Regions from separate parts of the Nothobranchius furzeri genome. Here region 1 is linked to region 2. The links are chromatin contacts, called in public Micro-C maps. All regions are on one chromosome and are shown on one strand. The core of a region is the stretch at or near the end of the contact, and the rest is flanking DNA. Distances in the headings are between cores, read along the strand shown.

What was found. A called contact is a pair of places that touch in the nucleus more often than the background predicts.
Region 1: a Micro-C map of tail fin shows a contact between it and region 2, with 11 times the contacts expected there. The contact joins the promoter of atp5f1b here to the promoter of dzip1 in region 2. A contact is called at or near these places in 2 of 2 Hi-C or Micro-C datasets (skeletal muscle and tail fin).

The regions. Positions count from the first base shown.
Region 1 is chr14:57,548,156-57,552,685 of NfurGRZ-RIMD1, reverse strand. atp5f1b (ATP synthase F1 subunit beta) reads right to left here and starts at 3,129. Exons shown (of 10, transcript XM_015952426.3): 1 at 2,991-3,129; 2 at 2,169-2,348; 3 at 1,909-2,083; 4 at 1,704-1,825; 5 at 360-544; 6 at 121-279; 7 at 1-45. The coding sequence starts at 3,093.
Region 2 is chr14:57,298,672-57,303,003 of NfurGRZ-RIMD1, reverse strand. It overlaps dzip1 (DAZ interacting zinc finger protein 1), which reads left to right and starts at 1,939. Exons shown (of 18, transcript XM_015952433.3): 1 at 1,939-2,339; 2 at 2,802-2,921; 3 at 3,021-3,602. The coding sequence starts at 2,919.

The DNA.
Region 1 (4,530 bases), core at 1,880-4,379, 250 kb before region 2:
CTGGTACCCCACGGCGGAGGGGATTCGACCCAGCAGGGCGGACACCTGGAACAGGAAGTCACTTCATCAGCAGCAAATTACAAACAGACTTTCCGTTTTCAGTCACGAGGAGAAACGAACCTCAGAGCCAGCCTGTGTGAAGCGGAAGATGTTGTCGATGAAGAGCAGCACATCCTGACCCTCCTGGTCACGGAAGTACTCGGCCACAGTCAGTCCAGTCAGAGCCACTCTGGCACGAGCACCGGGGGGCTCGTTCATCTGCCCGTACACCAGCGCCACCTAGCAGAGCCGAGAGCCCAAGTTAGGGAGTGACCTTACCCAGAAGGATGACCAGGTGGTCAGATCTTCACAACGCCCACCTTGGAGGTGGTGTCCTTCAAGTTGATGACACCTGACTCGATCATTTCATGATACAAGTCGTTTCCTTCGCGGGTTCGCTCTCCCACACCGGCGAACACGGAGTAACCACCGTGGGCCTTGGCCACGTTGTTGATCAGCTCCATGATCAGTACAGTCTTTCCCACACCGGCACCACCAAACAGCCCTGAGACCAGAACACACACGTCAGCGCCACGGGGTCCCACCTCTGGTCATCCATGCATAGTTATTACATGCTGAAGCTAAACCAAACTAGCCTACAGACCTAGACCAACTATAGCAACGGATTTTAATCTGCAGGTCGGTATAGCCACGCCTCATTTTAGCAGAGAAAACTAAAAAGATGGCGCCGCCTCAGAAATTGTGCCCTTTTAAAATGGCTTTGGCAACAACTTTGGACAATTTAGACTTTGGTGATACGGTCAGATGCAGTGGTTCCCAAACTAGGGTCCCCATAATTGTATCTGTGCTGAGGTTAGCAAGATTTTATTTGTAAATTTTTTTTTATCATATCGAAACTCCGTAGAAAAGTTTTGACTCTTTGGGAACCACTGAGATAGAGGTACTCTACGTGTGTTTATTGTGAAAAAGGATGCATGGTGGACTACACTGGTCAGGGTATCTGCAGGTTTAAGGGAGCCAAATTTAAGACTTTAAGACCTTTTAAGGCCACTTTGACCAAATTTAAGCTATTTTGTTTAATTAAATTTAAGCTATAATTTCCAGCTATTGCCTGGAACCGGTGCTAACCACGTCTTGAACGTTGGATTAGCCATCCAGTTACCATTAATGTTGCACTTCCCCATGGCGCAAGCTCCCACTAGCGTGCTCATCTAAAAATAGCCCCCTTTCACAACCAACCGAATGTGTACGGTTCCGCTTCCGCCAACATCGTACACAAAAAATGCTGAACTAACTAGAAATTCACGAAAATTTTATAGAAATAAAAGAATCTTGTTTATTGGGTCTTTGGTAATTTAAGACGTTTGGAAACTGTTCACGGATTATTTGTCATTTTTAAGGCCTTAAATTTGGAAAAGCAAATTTAAGACTTTTTAAGAATTTTTAAGGACCCGCAGATACCCTGCTGGTGACTGAATTCCATAACAATGAACAAATTTTATCGATCAATGCTCTGATTGGTCAAGTGTGTGTGGAGACAGTTTGAAAGGCAAACAAAGTCGTCAGGATCCATCACTCCAATAACAGCAGCACAAACCAGTGATTAGAGACACCAAGACTCCATGGCACTGGCAAAAACATCTAACGTATGAAAACCATCTAGACTTCACTGTCACATAGCTCATGGTGGTAATGGTGCATACCAATCTTTCCTCCCTTGGCGTAGGGGGCCAGCAGGTCCACCACCTTAATACCGGTCACCAGGATCTCCTGCTCCACACTCATGTCAGTGAATTCAGGAGCCTCAGCATGGATGGGTGCAGTCCTGGAACAAGATATATTCACATTTCAAAGTGCAGTCAGAGCATTTTAGTTGAGAATTAGCTGGTCCCATAAAAATGAACTCACTGTTTGGTGGTAATGGGACCCCTCTCGTCGATGGGCTCACCGATCACATTCATAATCCTGCCCAGGGTCTCGGGACCCACTGGGATTCTGATGGGGGCCCCGGTGTCCAGAACCTTCTGTCCACGCACCAGCCCCTCGGTACCATCCATAGCGATGGTCCTCACTGTGTTCTCCCCTGTAAACACAAGAGCCTCAGCAAACACGGTGGCTTCTTCTAGGGTCGTCAAAGGGTGGAAGGACACCATCAGAGACAAGCTCACCCAGGTGCTGAGCCACCTCCAGGACTAGCCTGCTGTCGCGGCCGGTGACTTCCAGGGCGTTGAGGATGGGAGGGAGACCCTCGTCGAACTGGACGTCGACGACGGCGCCGATGACGGCCACGATGCGCCCGTTGGCGACGCTAGCAGCGGTGGCGGCGGCTTGAGCGGCATAGTCCCTGCCTGCGGAGGGATACACACAGCGTCCGGTTAGAACAGCGCAATGAATGAAACAGCGCAGGTTCCTTTCCAGCTAACTGCGCCAACACCTTTTGAATGTCAAAACGACCTGTTTTATAACGAGACGTGGGAAAATATTGGGTTAAGTTCATGCGTACCTCCAACTAAAGGATGAATGAGGCGCACTAGTTTAGCTAACTAGGTTTCCCTGACATAATCTAGTTAGCAGTTCCCCATTTAACATGTTTATTTCTTTATTTAAAACATAAAAAAATGTGGTTAAACTTTGCAGATGACCAGTCACCTTGCTAATCTGCATTTCGTAATGCTAGCAAACTTAGCTCCCTGACAGCGTCTCATGTCATTACACAAAGGTCATTCTCCAGAACACATGAGGTAGAACCGTCTGCTCATTTTCCTGATCATGACGCATTTAAAAGTTGCATACACACCCATACGTGCCTTTTTAATCCTTTTAAAATAGCTAAAAGTAAACTGTAATTGAATATTTTAACATCGAGGCCTGGTATTCCGCCGGTTAGCCAGCGTGTCGCTAACAGCTAACTTTAGCATTGCCCTGCCCTCTCAATCCACGTCTGTCTTTTAACGGTTTCGCTCTAAAACCAACACGCATGCGAGGCTTACGTGAAAGAACGGCTGGAGATCCGACCAGGGCCTTCAGAGGCTGGACCCCAGGCTTGAGAGCCTGCAGAGCCCCGGTGCAGCAGCGTCCCACAGCTCCTAACATGGTTAAAATGGCTGAAGGTGGAAAGAGACGGAGCAACTTGGAGCTTTATAATCAATGACCGCTATTGCCAACTGCGCATGCGTACATCGTGAAGGGGATGAACTGAGCATGCGTAGAAGCTAGGCGCAGCCAGCTGACATTCTGACCTCCATTGAAATGGACAGCAAATGTGACTGTGCTGCTGCTGAATGACAGTTAGGATTAAAGCCTTGAAGAACAAAGAGACTTTATTTATTTACTGTTAAGAATCTAATGTGTCTTTAGAAGAGTTGCAGAGAGTAAAACTGTCCTAATTTAGTAGACATGATCCACACTGACATTTTTAAAATGTAATCGATGGAGTTTGGGTTTTTAAGTCTACAAAGGTTTGTTTTGCACTAAAGTCAGAAACTCGCTGGGCTGTAATTACGATCGAGCTTTGCAAGAAAGTGTATTTGAAACCTTTTGGTTGAGAGTCCTTGCATACATTGCAGACTTGTTGTCAACTTGGTTACATTTTGAACGTGTCTCAGTCTTTTAGACACCGAGCACCCTTCTTAATTGGGTTTATCAGTCAGAAAGTCCAAGACATGTGAGACAACTTTGGGGAAAATTGGAAATAAAACACAACTAAAAATTGCCAACAAGATGAAAATGATGGATGTGTGAATGATGGATAGAAGATGGATGGTTGGCTGGATGGATGAAAAGTGGATAAAAGGATGGATGGATGGATGAACGGACAGACTGAGGGATGGGTAGATAAATAGATGGATGGACTGATGGACAGAGGGACAGATGGGTAGATGGACGGAAGGACGAATGAACGGACGAACAGAAAGATGGATGGGTGGGTAGGTAGGTAAGCAGACAGACAGACAGACAGACAGACAGACAGACAGACAGACAGACAGACAGACAGACAGACAGACAGACAGACAGACAGATAGATAGATAGATAGATAGATAGATAGATAGATAGATAGATAGATAGATAGATAGATAGATAGATAGATAGATAGATAGATGGATAGATGGATGGATGGATGGATGGATGGATGGATGAAGGATGGATGGATGAATGAATAGATGAAGGATGGATGGATGGATGAATGAAGGATGGATGGATGGACAGAAATGGATGGATGATAGTAGTCTTTGGTGACTTGGTTCAACATAACAGACACTCAATACAAACGACGCACACAACAATCACTTATATGAAAGAATTTGTTTATTTTATTTAACCTTTATTTATCCAGATGAGTCGATTGAGAACTCATTCTCATTTACAATGACGACCTGGCCAAGAGGCAGCAGCAGACACAGTTGGCTGTACACCAAAGAAACAGGTAAGATAAAAACATACAACATCAAAAAAGATTAAACTATTAGGCATAAAGACAACGGACTGTTCTCATTTACAATAAATATGATGAATAATATATAAATGTATAT
Region 2 (4,332 bases), core at 690-3,189:
ACAGGCAAGATGGGTGAAGTGTCTTGCCCAAGGACACAACAGCAGAATACCCCTGGTAGGAGCTGGAATTGAACCAATGACCCCCCGATCATGAGGTAACCCACTCTACCACGAGCTACTGCTGCCCCAAGTTGCTTCTTGGATATAAAAAGACATGAAAACACAAAACATCTAACAAAAGCAGATTTAAAGACATTCTATGCAACTTTTTCATGTTTTTAAATCATTTTCTTGAGCCAGTATGTGCTCAAATAAAACTTTACAGGGTGAATGGAATGTCATTCAGACCCTTCCGCCCTCTGTGGCCAGAATGCGGCAACTTCGTTGGGGTGAGCCGCCACCAGTTGGACTTGGAACTGACACACCTGGCACTGTAGTTTTGGTGTCGCTGATTTGATGAACATTCCTGTAGACACCAATGAAGGCTGAGGAGTTGTTTCAGCAGTTAGATTAGGTGTTAAAAAGACGAACGCACAGCGAGGAGATCGGTTTCATTTTCGGTTTGACCACAGACAATTAATACAAATACTAGGGTGTGCTAAAAACAAGCAAAATTACCAAATGTGCTTTTAAAAAGAAAGTTTATAGCTTGTGCTTAAATTAATCTTATTTCTGTGTGGGTGGGTGTGTCCCTTAAGTGGCCATCACAGCCAATCATCTGTCTCCTATGTCCTCTGGCCTCACACCAACTAACTTCATGCCCTCTATCACCTCTCCTTTTATTTCTTCCTCTTAGCCTCTTGCCTGGTGGCTCTAACCTCAGCATCCTTCTACCTGTAATCGTTGTCCCACATGTCAAAACCATGAGCCTGGACTCTGACTTTATAATCTGAACATCAAACATGAGCTGTCCTTCTGATGGACTCGTTCCTGATCCCAATGAGTCCCAAGGAGAACCTCCAGTTCTGCTTCTTGTCTTGTCCTCGTGGACGCTGTCTCTAAACCAGACAACATCAATGGTCGTCTACAACTTTCCTTTCGTTTTTGCTGAAACCTTTAAATCACACCTGACATTTTCTTTGCCGATTCCAATCTGCTTTGCACACTTTTTCACCTCTTCTCCTCTCCCTTGAAGGCATCTACTGAGTCTGATGACCTCAGTGTGTGTTATTATAGAGTCCAGAAGCCACAGAAGAAAAGGCTCTGTCACCTTTAGTTGTGAAGAACCACATACAGGCCTTGGTCAGAGGGCCTGAGGGACCAGAAGGAGGTGTTACGATGCAACAAGCTGATGTACTCTGGAGTTTGTCCATGTAGGGCAGAAAGGGTATGTAAGTCAGAACCAAGATTTTGAAATGCACACGATAATACAGGGTGGACCAAAACCACCATAATGCCATAACATCTCTTCTAACACACACACACATTTTCTTTTTATGATGACCTCACTTTGTCGTGTCCTGTTGTCCCTCAAATCCCCCCTTTCTCTCTTTCCCTGTTTGCCCTGTTGTCTCTTTTCTCCCTGCCTGTCCACTCTGGTGCATTCGAATGCAGTCTAACACGCCACAAACATAATAAAGGCTACCACGCAATAGGATGAAAATCCCACATCCTTATTGCTGTAGAGTAAAACTGCTCTGGCGACCATTCTGCATGGCTCAACTGCCAGGACTGGTTAAAAAAAGCATATATTCTTAAAATGCTGGCTTGAAAGCTGTGAGCAATATGAACTCCTTTGTCAAATGCTACAACTCTAAATTACGTCAGACATTTTTTAATTAGCAGAAACGTTATTTTGGCAGGAAAAGGCCATCATAAGTGATTTTCCATCGTCCAACTTTTTTCAGAATCACCTGTGGTACATTTCCACTTATGCTTGGAATTTGTGTTCCTTAACCTAACTTCTAAAAAAAACATTAGTTTGTGTTTTCGTCCACGAAGTAGGCACCCTTGTTTTCTGAATCCCCTTATTTCAAAAGAAAATCCTGCTTCTCCCTTCCCCCATCTTTTTTCAACACGACATATATTCCAATTTTACCGGAAACACTGATTTTATTTCAAAGTAAAAGAATATCGTTGCTTGTCCCAAAATATGAACGCACGTTAGTTAATTCCGGTTTGGACAAAAGTTAAATGTTCTTAATTGTTTGAAAATGTATATTAAATAATTAAATTGGATTAAAATGTGAAAAAGTCTGGTTTAAGCTTTTCCATTGTCTTACTTTGAAAGTGTTAACCGGAACTTGTGTAGTTGTTGTCCCAACTTGGTGCTCTTTTCTTCTCTGGAGCAGAGATTTAGGAATGTGGAGCCCAGCAGCTACGTCACCCACAAACCGCCTGGGGTATCGTGGATAGAAAACTTTTAAAACGACCGGACTTTTACTAATACGACTGATTTTGTAAGTTTATTTTTGTGATTTCGGGTTCGTTCTAGTCGTATTAACTACTTTTCAACGTCGTTAGTGACGTTTTTTACTGTTTGAACTGTTCTGTTTAAAGTGCCTTTTGATGTCCGTTAGCTCGGCAGACATGAAGGGATTATAAACCTGTCTTTAGGGTTGTTGTGTTTTATGGGGTGTTTTTTTGGGTTCACGCGCAGCTCTTTGAGTCACATCTGCTGCGGCTAAGACGAGTTGAAGCTTGTTTGTTATAGTTTAAATCTAAAACAGGCATAAAAACCTGAAAATACTCGTAGAAACCCCGAAATTAGCGGCTGTTAGCTACTGCGTTCGCCAAACAAGCTCACGCGCTGTTAGGTCTTTAAAGTTGTCTTTAAATTATATTTTTATCTTGATTTATGTGAGGTATTAGTAGATAAATCGGGCTGTTTTAGAGCTAATCCCTGCTCTGACGTTTGCTAGGTGTCTGCGGTGTTTTGATAACATTCGTCTCCGCTGGGACGCTGGTCTCCGTCTCCTTGGTAACCCGCTGGACGCCCTGCCTCTGAGGGGGCGGAACCGGAGCGAAGCCGGTGGAGGATGGTAAGCAGAGCGGAGCTGGATGGAGCCCGGAGCCGTAGCAGCATGGTGTCTGTAGGACAGAATGCCACTTGATGCTCTTCCTTCTGGTTTTTGTTGCAGCCGTTTCACAATGGAGCCTACTACCCCTACAGCAGCCTCACCCAGGGGACTCACTCCTCAGACGGGATCCCCTCGGTCCTGAACTCCCCGACCAGCCACGCCGCATCAGCACCAAGCATGACTCCGTCCAGCGGAGCCTCCACTTTCCTCCCTTTCAAGTTCCGGCCTCGACGGGAGAGCGTGGACTGGCGGCGCATCAACGCCGTGGACATTGAACTGGTGATGAGCCAGCTGGATGTGGACGCCCTCCAGGAGCACATCAGCACCGTGACTTTCTGTAGCTTGGATGGGGAGCGGTGCCAGCGGTGCCAGAGCCCCGTGGACCCGGCTCTAGTTAAGCTCCTGCAGCTGTCTCAGCTGATGGTGGAGTGGCTCCTGCACTGCCAGGACCTCCTCAGCTTGAACCTGCGAGCGGCAGAAGAGCGGCTGGTGGCGGCCAGCCTGGAGCGGGAACAGCTGCAGGCTCAGAGCAGGAAGCAGGAGGAGAAGATGAAGGAGCTGACGGCTGAGCTGAAGCACAGAAGGAAGGTGATCCGCACCCAGCAGTCGCTGTTCGCACCGCGGATCAGCAGCAGTCACAAGGTTCTCTTTCTTTAACATACCACCATTCCACCCTCCTCTGGGCCTCACTCCATCATTGTCTCTGAAATGTATGCATCGCTCCCAACGTCAATGAAAAGAGCTTTAATTTCTTTGTTAGAAAAGCAGCAGGTTTAGTTTCTGTCAGATGGAGAAAATCTGAAGAAGAGGACAAAAGCCTGCCCGCTCCTCCTGCGTCTGTCCCTTTAAAGACATTTAAATCTGTCCTTTTGGGTCTCACGCTCAGTTTGAACCAGGAATCTTGTGATGTTTGAGTGTGACCTGAGCATGTGGTTGCCAAGGCGACAGCTATAGTGTTTCATGACAGAGTGTGGTTGTTAGGTGTGAGACACGAGCTCAGTTAACAGCTGGTTCAATAATTGATAGGGAGACTGCGTGCTTGTTACCTTTCCTTTGTGTTGTTGTTGATCACGTTTCTACTGACCTCCAATCCTGATGTCCTCTGTATCACAGGGCCTGCTTTTAGACTGCGGCTTCCACACGGAGCAGCCAGATATCAGCAGCAGCGTTTAGATAGAAGCTGAAGGAAGTCCCAGATGCAGCGAGTGGCAGTGTTAAATGCAGCGTGTGATGTGTGTGTGTGTGTGTGGTGCTTTCTGCTGCAGGGAGAATATCAGAGTCACGTCTAAGTCTTGGTTGTGATTTTCTTCAGGAAGCAGGTTGTTTATTATCCCAGAAAAAGGATCTGTGAGAGTTTTAAACAGGAAGTTCT